Regions from separate parts of the Rattus norvegicus genome. Here region 1 is linked to region 2. A link is a contact called in public Hi-C data. All regions are on one chromosome and are shown on one strand. Each heading gives the region's core, a stretch centred on a gene start, on an enhancer-like site or on the middle of the called end of the contact. The rest is flanking DNA. Distances are from core to core; before and after follow the strand shown.

Region 1 (4,590 bases), core at 1,199-3,698, 240 kb before region 2:
ATCAAAGTATAAAATTAAATCATCAGGCAGGGTGTACTGGGGCATGCCTTTACTCCCAGTACTCAGGAGCCAGGGAAAGGAAATGGATCCTGTAAGTTTGAGGCAAGCCTGGTCTACATAGGGAGCGCCAGGCAAGAGCTGGAATATATATATATATATATATATATATATATATATATATATATATATATATATATTCTGTATAGTGAGATGTAGCACTCTCCGACCAAATCAATTATTAAATGTTAGACTTATTCACAAATTGTGCTAGACTAAACCAGCAGGAATGACCCTTTGCAATGAGGAAAGGCTTAGAAAAAAAATTTTGATAAATGGATTTAATTAACATCTGCTACATTTTTGAGTTTCATTTGGTCAAAAAAATTCCAAAAACTTCCAGATCTCCTATGAGAGAGTGAAAATCCAAGAGCATCCATCTGACTGGATTCTATCTGCAGATAACCCAGAACCTTTCTTTTTTGTTCTGAGTGTAAGGGGAGGGTGGCAGTGGCAGACATGGGGATGGGCACCCTTGATACCTCACCCCACCAGGAAGATTAATGTATAAGAGTATTTAATTTGTGTCAAGCCATTTTTCCACATAAGCTATAAAGAAAAGAAATATATTTTAACTCCAGGAGCAGAGTGTTTCACTTGTGAATGTGTGTGCACATTGTATCCGGTGTGGAAGCCAGAGTCCTTTCTGTCACCGTCTGCCTTATTCTCTTGAGACAGAGCTGGTTTGGCAGCCACAAACCCAGCAGTCCTCCTTTCCTACCTCTCATTGTGCTGTGCTGACAGGAGCCTGTGGCCACAGCAGGCTTTTTAACTGGGCCTGGGGATTCGAACTCAAGTCCTCATGCTTACAGGGAAGCACTCCTGCCCACTGAGCTTTCTCTCCCAGTCCTCTTGTCTATTTGTGTAGTCACTTGGGCTCGTTTCTCAAATGGTTTAGGGAAAGACAAATGAGAAATAATGTGTTTTTATTAGAATTTAAAAGGAAATTTATTTTTAATTATGTGTATAACTGTGTGGGCCGGCTGGTGTGAGTTCAGGCACTCTTGGAGGCCAGAGGTGTAAGGTTTCCTGCAGCTGGAGTTACAGGTTGTGAACTGTCCCGGTTAGTGCTGGGAACTGAACTCTGTCCTTCATAGGAGCTGTGCAAGCTCTTAGCTCCTGAGACAGCTTTTTCAGCCCACACTTTCTTAAGATTTTTTAAGAAACAACTTCCGTGTTCACTATAAAGATACCTGAATGCGTGTGTGTCCTTCCGAGTTGCAGGGGTAATCACAGGTCATAATTGTGGCTCTAGAACACAGTAGAATCCCAGAGACTTACAGCAATGAATCAGTTTTAAATTGCAGTATTATTTTTAGTGTGAATATAAATCACGTTGCCTCCAGCTATTGGAAAGTTATAAATTCAACCACAGGCAAGGCATTGGTTAATGAGAACATTCGGCTGTTTGAATGTCTTGTTCATACCCACTCCTGGCCGTGGGGAGCATTTCACTATGTTCACAGAATCAGGATAAAGAACTGTGTTATAAATAGAATTATAGTGTCCTAGGGAGTGTGCCAAATATGGAAACAAGATTTAACCATGATATATGCATGGTTCAATTTGTTAGGACATCAAGATATAAGTGAGAGACTTACAGTAATCTTGAAGCCATGGATTGACAGGCAAAGATTAAGGGCTGAATCTTAGCAGGAGTTTTGTGTCAGCAAACATAGTTAGTTTGTCAAGGAATCATTTTCCTTTGCATCTCTGTGTCTCGGGCAAACTTTTAAACCTCTCAACTTGTTTTTTTTTTTTTTTTTTTCATCTTAGTATAAGGAGAATACAATTCATGTGTATCTTTTAAAACAATTATCGCACCCATTAGTCTGTGTCTTTAAAAAGGTTTGACAAAGCGTTACATAAATTCAGCAGTTGTTATTATGACAGAGTTTCAATTGGAGCTGGCCCTGTGTTATTTGCATGTTTTAGAGGCCATGGATTTGTGCTGAGACAGTTTGAAAATCATTTACTTTCCCTTTTGTGGTCAGTAAATAAAACTTAAAGCTTAGATGTTTCCTATTTACTCCTCATTAACAGTGGGATAGGTCCTGCCGCTAAGTCGCCCTCCCTGTGCGTTTCGGCAAGGTGGGTTTTGGCTGGACCAGATTGTTGAATGCATGGGCAGGCCAGTGTGGCTTTCTCAGTCCAGGGTCATTGTCGAGATGAAGCAGAAGTGCAGTTTCTGAGAAGAGATTCCAAGACGGAATGACAGGCAGGGCTTTAGTCCTTGTGTTATCTGAGCCTCTTATTTGAGCTTTCAACACTTGCAGCTGAGAACATCGTCTTGTTTTCAGGGCTGGCCAATCCCTGCAGCCTCCCCACTTTGCACAGTGGAGACACCATTGCTATTCTTCACGTTGAGGTCAGTGTACTAGAGCTTCAGAGTGTTCCTGGTAGAACTCTGTTTCCAGGTAGACCTTCGCTCTTTACTGTCGGGAATGTGTGGGTGGTGAGGGGCGGCTTTGTTCTTCAGTTTACACTCTGGTGTCTGAATGAATAAAGTAGAATAAACAGAGGCCTTGAGTCAACCCTGAAGCAGGTGGTGAGCAGTGCTTTGGGGTGGGGGTGTGTGTGGAACATGCTTGGATCCTGGTGGCTAGACGGAAGCACTCTGTCAGACTGAGCACAGGAGGGTGGCTTGGGATTACCTGACCCCCTTTGCAAGGTTCAGCCAAGGAGAACCCAGTGTGAAGTCGTGGCTCACCTGGGTGACAGTTCTTTGTAGTACATTTAGTAACAAGGATCAGTCCTTGGAGACCAGAGGTATGTGGGACAGGAGCTGTGGGATAGGAGGGTGAGGAGCTTGTCATCTTGTGAGGTCCTGTGGACAGCCTTCTGCCAGTGAGGATGTTTCCTCCTGTGAGCAGAGATCAGTCTTTGAATTTCTTTTCCCTGCACCGGTTTAAGATGTGTTGGTTTCACATTCATAAGTTCTAATGTTCTTGGCAATAGTCAGTTCCAGCACAGCTCCTGAGTGGAACTCCGGTTAGATTTCATGACCATAGTGTTTATCCTCCCTGTGACTTCTAAATCTCTCTCTCTCTCTCTCTCTCTCTCTCTCTCTCTCTCTCTCTCTGTGTGTGTGTGTGTGTGTGTGTGTGTGTTTGCACATTCACATGTGTGCATGCATGTGTTTTTGGAGGGCATTGGGGGTGTTGTGAGATGATGTTGAGCTAAAAGCAAAGAGAGTTGAGGTTTTGGTATCAGTGTTTAAAGTGTCTGTGTTAAATGACTGTATTTGAGCTGAGAGTGTAACTTTATTTCATACCCTTATTGATGCAGAAGACAGTGACAGAGAGACTCGGTTCTTTGTGAATGGAATGCTCTCCTTTCTTCTTTTTCTTTTGGTAAAGGCAAAGCATTTAAAGCATTTTTCTTCTTACACGCAGAGCAGCTTGGCTCATCTTTTTAGCAACTGTACAGAGTAAACTCCCAGCCAACCCCTGAAGCAGGCTGGTGGCCACTCCAGTTCTTCTTTCCCTTTCAAAATCTGACAAGTGGTAAAACCGGCATACCTTCAGCGAGACAACAAAGAGAATAATGTGCTTGTGCTGCCAGCTGAGTGTGGACCCCAGCGTCCATGTGAAAGGCTGTGGACGGGGCAAGTCTGTAAATGCAGTGCAGGAGTGCGGAGAGGAAGAGCCCAGCGGCTCGCTGGTCACCACGCAAGCTGAATCCACAAGCTACCGGTTCACTGAGAGACCCTGTCTCAACAATAAGGTGGAGAGTGATTGAGGAAGACACACCCAGTGTCAACACCTCTCCCTTCCTCCTACACACTCTCCCTCTCCCTCTCCCTCCCTCCCTCCCTCTCTCTCTCTCTCTCTCTCTCTCTCTCTCTCTCTCTGAAACCCCAGGAAACAAATGATTTAATTTAGCTGTTAGGTGCTTGGATTTTGCATCTTCTGGGAAAGAGACCTTTGTTAGATGTACCTTCATTGTACTTTGTCTAGCTGCAGCTAATTAGAACTTTGTAACTATGCAGGCAAAGCTAGAATGACAAGTGACCACCCTATGCCTAATGTAAAGGTTTTAGGGCCATCAAAATGGCTGGTCTGGTAAAGGCATTTGCAGCCTGATGACCTGAATTTGAACCCCAAGACCTACATAGTGGTGAGTGAGAACCGACTCTTGATATGTTATTCTCTGACCTATAAGTTTGCTATGACACATGCAAGCCCTCCCTGCTCTAAGTAAATAATGTTTAAAAAAGGTTTTAGTATAAATATCAAAAGTTTAAATATATCACCAGAGTAATGTTTATCTAATTAAGAGAACAAACCATTTTAGCAGGATGGGAAAACTAGTGCCCTTCGAAACAGTGAGAGATCACAGTGTGGGCTGATCGTGGCTCACTGTTGGGAACCCGTGGAGAAGCAGGGGACCCTAGAAGGTTGGTGTTCACAGTAGATGTCACAATACCTGCCTTCTTCCTGGTGCTCCCATAGGAACTTGAACCAGCACCTGGCAGCAGTTGTAGCTGTATTTGCATTCAGAGTGAACCAGAGCAGCCAGCACCCCACCTTC
Region 2 (4,361 bases), core at 1,018-3,517:
AGAAAAGGAAGAGGAGGAGGAGGAGGAAGAAAAGGAAGAGGAGGAGGAGGAGGAGGAGGAGGAGGAGGAGGAGGGGAAAAGAGGAAAGGGAGGGAGGGAGACAGAGAGAGAGAGGGGGGGGGGAGGGAGGGAGGAAGGAAGGAAGGAAAAGGAAAGAAGGAAGGAAACAAGCAAAATTTTTGCTTGCTCTAAACTGCAGTTCTGTAAAATGAAGTAACTACATTGCCCCCAAGAGGCAGTGTAGATTAATAATTGTTGTCTAGAAGTTTGGTTGATTTTAGCACCTGCAGTACATTTCAAAGCCATTTGAAAGGTCCTTTACTCTATCGGATGTCTTTGAGAGGAAATGTGTGTAGCTTAGGGCATTGGAACCTCTTGTTCATGCACTTGGTAAGTGAGGTTCTCAGTCTTCTGCCAAGCCTCTGTCTCTGTAGTGCAGACATACGATAGAAGTTGACTGAAGTTAAGACCAGGGACATAGGAGTATGGAATTGTACAACAAGTTACCACAGTAATGACTTTCAGTCATTCTATTTTTTTCCATGATTACTTTTGAGAGACCCATGTGTGTTACAAGATGGCCTCACTTTTGCTTGTAGACTAGTTTGTCTTTAAACGCCTGATCCTTCTGCCTTCACCTCCATGTACAGGTGAATACCCTGCTTGTGTAGTACTGGGCGTCAAATCCAGGTCTTTTAAACACTCAGCCATGTTCTTTCATGGATCCTGGAGTAGGGATTGGGCTGGTCTTGGGGAACAGCTGGCCAGCACTGTGAACCCTGAGGATTAGCTGAGAGGGATCATTGATCCAGTGGGAATTCTGGGGCAATTTCATTGTCATTGTAGAGGTCTCTGCTGGCTTTGGGAGTCCTCAGAGCATGGCATGCTCAGTGTGGTCATGATCACAAAGCAAATGCCCAATTGTAGAGGCAGACACTTTGTCATGAGTGCAGAAGTCCCATGTGTCACTCCTGTACCTTAGTTCTGGAAGACAGTAGCCTATGTGCATTTAGAGCTTAGAGAATGACTATTTTTTTTTCACAGATAGGAATGAAAGAATTCCATGCCCAAAGTCACTCTCTGTGTCCTAGGCTTCTCTTGACTGCCTTGAGTCTTAGAATCCACCAGATGTTTAGGTGCTGTGCCCTCAGACTGTTGGGTACAAGAGCATGGACTTTTCAAAGCAAAATGTTTTTTCAACTCTTGCTTCTCTGTTGTGTGTTCAGGTGAGAAGGAAGAGCAGGAAAAAGAAGTTCCAGTTTAGTCAGAGAGCTCAAGAGGCAGGAAGGCACCCCATGCCCCCATGCTGACACAAAGAGACAGGGAAGGAGGGAGGGAGGGAGAGAGAGGGAAATTGGTAAGAGGGCCAGACCAGGTGTGATCCATAGCACAGCTCAATAAGCTGGAGGACCAGGACTGTGTGTGGGTTCATCTCAGTCCCCAGGGAGAACAGCCCCGTCTCCCATGCCACTGTCTGCTGCCCCGAGAAGCAGGATTCTTTGCATCCTCAGCTTGCTCACTGCAGCTCAACAGAGTGGGGACTTTTGTTGATTGCTTGGTTTGTGTTGGTTTTCTTTTTAATTTGGAAGAAGAATAAGTTACTTTTCTAAAGGTATAAACTTTCATAATAACCAACTTTAATTTTCAACTATAGATTAGAAAGAAATATTTAAATAGACAGAAAGAGTAAGAAAGAAATGTAGAACAGTGTTTAAAATCTTTTACATGTATGATTTATCCCCAAATTTCATTTTAAGGTAAACTGTATAGTAAGGCATCTGTACTCTTTAGAGAAAAGGTCGCTGTCCCTAGAATGACCATTACTTCTTAAAACTATTTGCAGAAGTAGTCCGACTCTGCTGTGTAGCCATCCAATGCCCTCCTTGAGCTCCAGTCTCTCACCCCCACCTTCCCATGCTTGGAGCATTTTATAGGCCAGAAAAAGTTGCAGGTTACTGCCATTCCTCAGAGAGCAGGAAGTCCATAGAACATAGCGTATCATGTACAGTATCACCAGGACTGCAACCACATGTGAGCTGTGCACTGTGCTCCCTGAAGACGTCGGTTCCTTAGGCTATGGGGGCAGAAGTAGAAGCAATTGCTTGCCCAGATTCAGATGGTGAGGTGTGTGCTGTAGGCCTGGTGAACCATGGCAGATCCCCTTGTGGTGACCAGGTTTCCAAAAACAAACCGTGGGGTGGGGTGGGGGGAGGATAAGATGAGTGTCGTTTTTTTTCCATGAGAAGAGGAAGAGGGAACAGGGTTGGGATCTCTAGCTTTGGAAGGGCTGTAGATGCAATGAACAGGAGCCAGCTGTTGTGCAAGTCCCAAGTCTTTCAAGAGCAATTTTGACCAAGAGTTTGGGGGTCGGGGGCAGCACCTGAACTGACAACATCAGGCTAGAAGCAGGTGGGGGTCGTAGAGCTTGGAAAAGGAAGCAGGCCAGGCTTGGAATGTCCGACCCCAAGCCAAGTGAAGCATCCCAAGGCTGGTGTGCACAGTTTGTACTCCCAAGACTCACATTCTAGTAAAGATTAACACTGCCCTCAGATGAACTCCGTGAACAAGCATGGGGCAAGCCCAAGTTTATGAACGGAAGCAAGCCAGTGAACCTGAAAGGCGGCCTTTCTCTTTGACTCCCAGGCTCTGGCAGTAAAGTCAGGTTAGAGCATGTCTGGGGTTAGTTCAGTTCATGTCAAAGTGGGTCAGCAACCTAAGAGCCATGTCTGCCTCACGATGTCCAGGGCCGTGGGCTTGGCTCCTCCTATTCATTCCTCCAGTTGGGATAAACTTATCTTTCATTAACTACCAAGAATAGGACGGAGCCTGTCTTCACATCCACTCCTCCAGATTGCTTGTGTTTGGCATAGCTGGTGCACCATGCCACTTTCCTGGTGCTGCTGGGAACTCTGCTAGACTATCTTCTGCACCACACCCAGGAGGGTCTAGAGCAGGACCAGGCCTGGCCACAGCTGTCCCGCTGTCTGGGGCTGACCAGATTATTGATGACGGCAGGATGAAAATACCTAGGGATATTACCCATTTCTATTAAGCCATTTTAGCAGGCAACTTAGCCCAGTCTGACTAGTTATGAAAAGAAAAAAGAGAAAGGGAGGGAAGGGAAGGGAAGGGAAGGGAAGGGAAGGGAAGGGAGGGAGGGAGGGAGGGAGGGAGGGAGGGAGGGAGGGAGGGAGGGAAAAGTCTCCTGAGTGAAGGAGGTGAAATAGTTGTCATGCAAGCTTGAGGACCTGAGTTCAAAACCAGGTTTAAAATGTGATTTTCCATTCTTGAGAGTAGGGAGGTAGAGAGTCCAACCAGATCAGTGAGAAACTCGGTCTTAAATCAGGAGGACAGTGCCTAAGGATTAACACCCAAGGCTGTCCTCAGGCTGTGTACGTGTGTGTGTGCGCGCACACACACACACACACACACACACACACACACACAGAGATATGTGCAACTGTACATGTATGAATATAAACACACGCAAAATACGTTTTCTAGGTAAAACACATCCCAGCAAACCTACCTCGCTTTAGATTTTGTTAGAGGAGGAAACACACCGTAGCTCATGTCCCTCAGAATCATCTGGAGACATACTTCTGCTGCATGTGAAAGCCATGATCTACATTATCTAAACCTCCACTGGCAGTGAAAGCTGTCAGAAATATTTAGTTTCTGATTCATTAGCATTCGTGTATCATTCCTTTGATTTGTGGGAATCTGTTGATCTTGTCTAAAGCAGTAGCCGATTGCCTGCCTCTGCCAACATAAAATTGTATTTGTTTGTAGATTTTGTTACTAACCAGGATCCCACTTGGTTTATAAACATTCCCCAAACTTATTGTACACTTTTGGAGGGGAGGTCTTTTACAAATTTTTTTGTGTGTGTGTGTGTGTGATTTGTTGGGTTTTTTTCCTGCTTTTTAACACTATTTCCTCCACCACTTCTGCATTCAAGCCACGTGGAAGCCAGGCAGGGTGGGCAGGCCAGTAGGATGCATGCATGCCCCTGAATTCAGTCACTAGGCCAGGGACCCCTCTTGGAACTGCAACAGCTTTTCTAAATGTCATTTTTTTTTCTTTCTAATGCCTGTGTAATATGAAGCCTGTCAGGTATGAATGCTTTCTTTCAGTCAGAAACTTTCTCTTGTATGAAATATTTTGATGGCCTTCCTGCTCTTGGATTTGCTTTATAATCTGTGACTTCTAAAAAGCTTTAATTCTTGATCTCTGAAAAGCTTAATTACCTGATCAAACTCAGCATATATTGTTTCTAAAATTTAATTCCAAGTTTAGTCAGCTCTCAATGTTTCTACATAGTCCTAGGTTCTACCTATATCATGGCACAATACAGAGGT

The links. A called contact is a pair of places that touch in the nucleus more often than the background predicts.
Region 1: a Hi-C map of liver shows a contact between it and region 2, with 3 times the contacts expected there. The contact joins two enhancer-like sites. A contact is called at or near these places in 8 of 12 Hi-C or Micro-C datasets (the A7r5 cell line, Schwann cells, frontal cortex and 4 more) and 1 of 1 datasets of contacts at active chromatin or transcription factors (oligodendrocytes).

Annotation. Positions count from the first base shown.
Region 1 is chr2:112,537,844-112,542,433 of GRCr8, reverse strand. It overlaps a transcript of Fndc3b not described here. Among named protein-coding and RNA genes, the nearest start is that of Fndc3b, 64 kb to the right of the region's middle. Within about 2 kb of position 2,448, at least 6 of the 93 cell types and tissues checked have an H3K27ac peak or open chromatin away from gene starts, as enhancers often do. A contact at or near this core is called in liver, where this site is marked.
Region 2 is chr2:112,293,922-112,298,282 of GRCr8, reverse strand. The region is part of intron 10 of Fndc3b (fibronectin type III domain containing 3B); the gene reads left to right. Among named protein-coding and RNA genes, the nearest start is that of Ghsr, 99 kb to the right of the region's middle. Within about 2 kb of position 2,267, at least 8 of the 93 cell types and tissues checked have an H3K27ac peak or open chromatin away from gene starts, as enhancers often do. A contact at or near this core is called in liver, where this site is marked.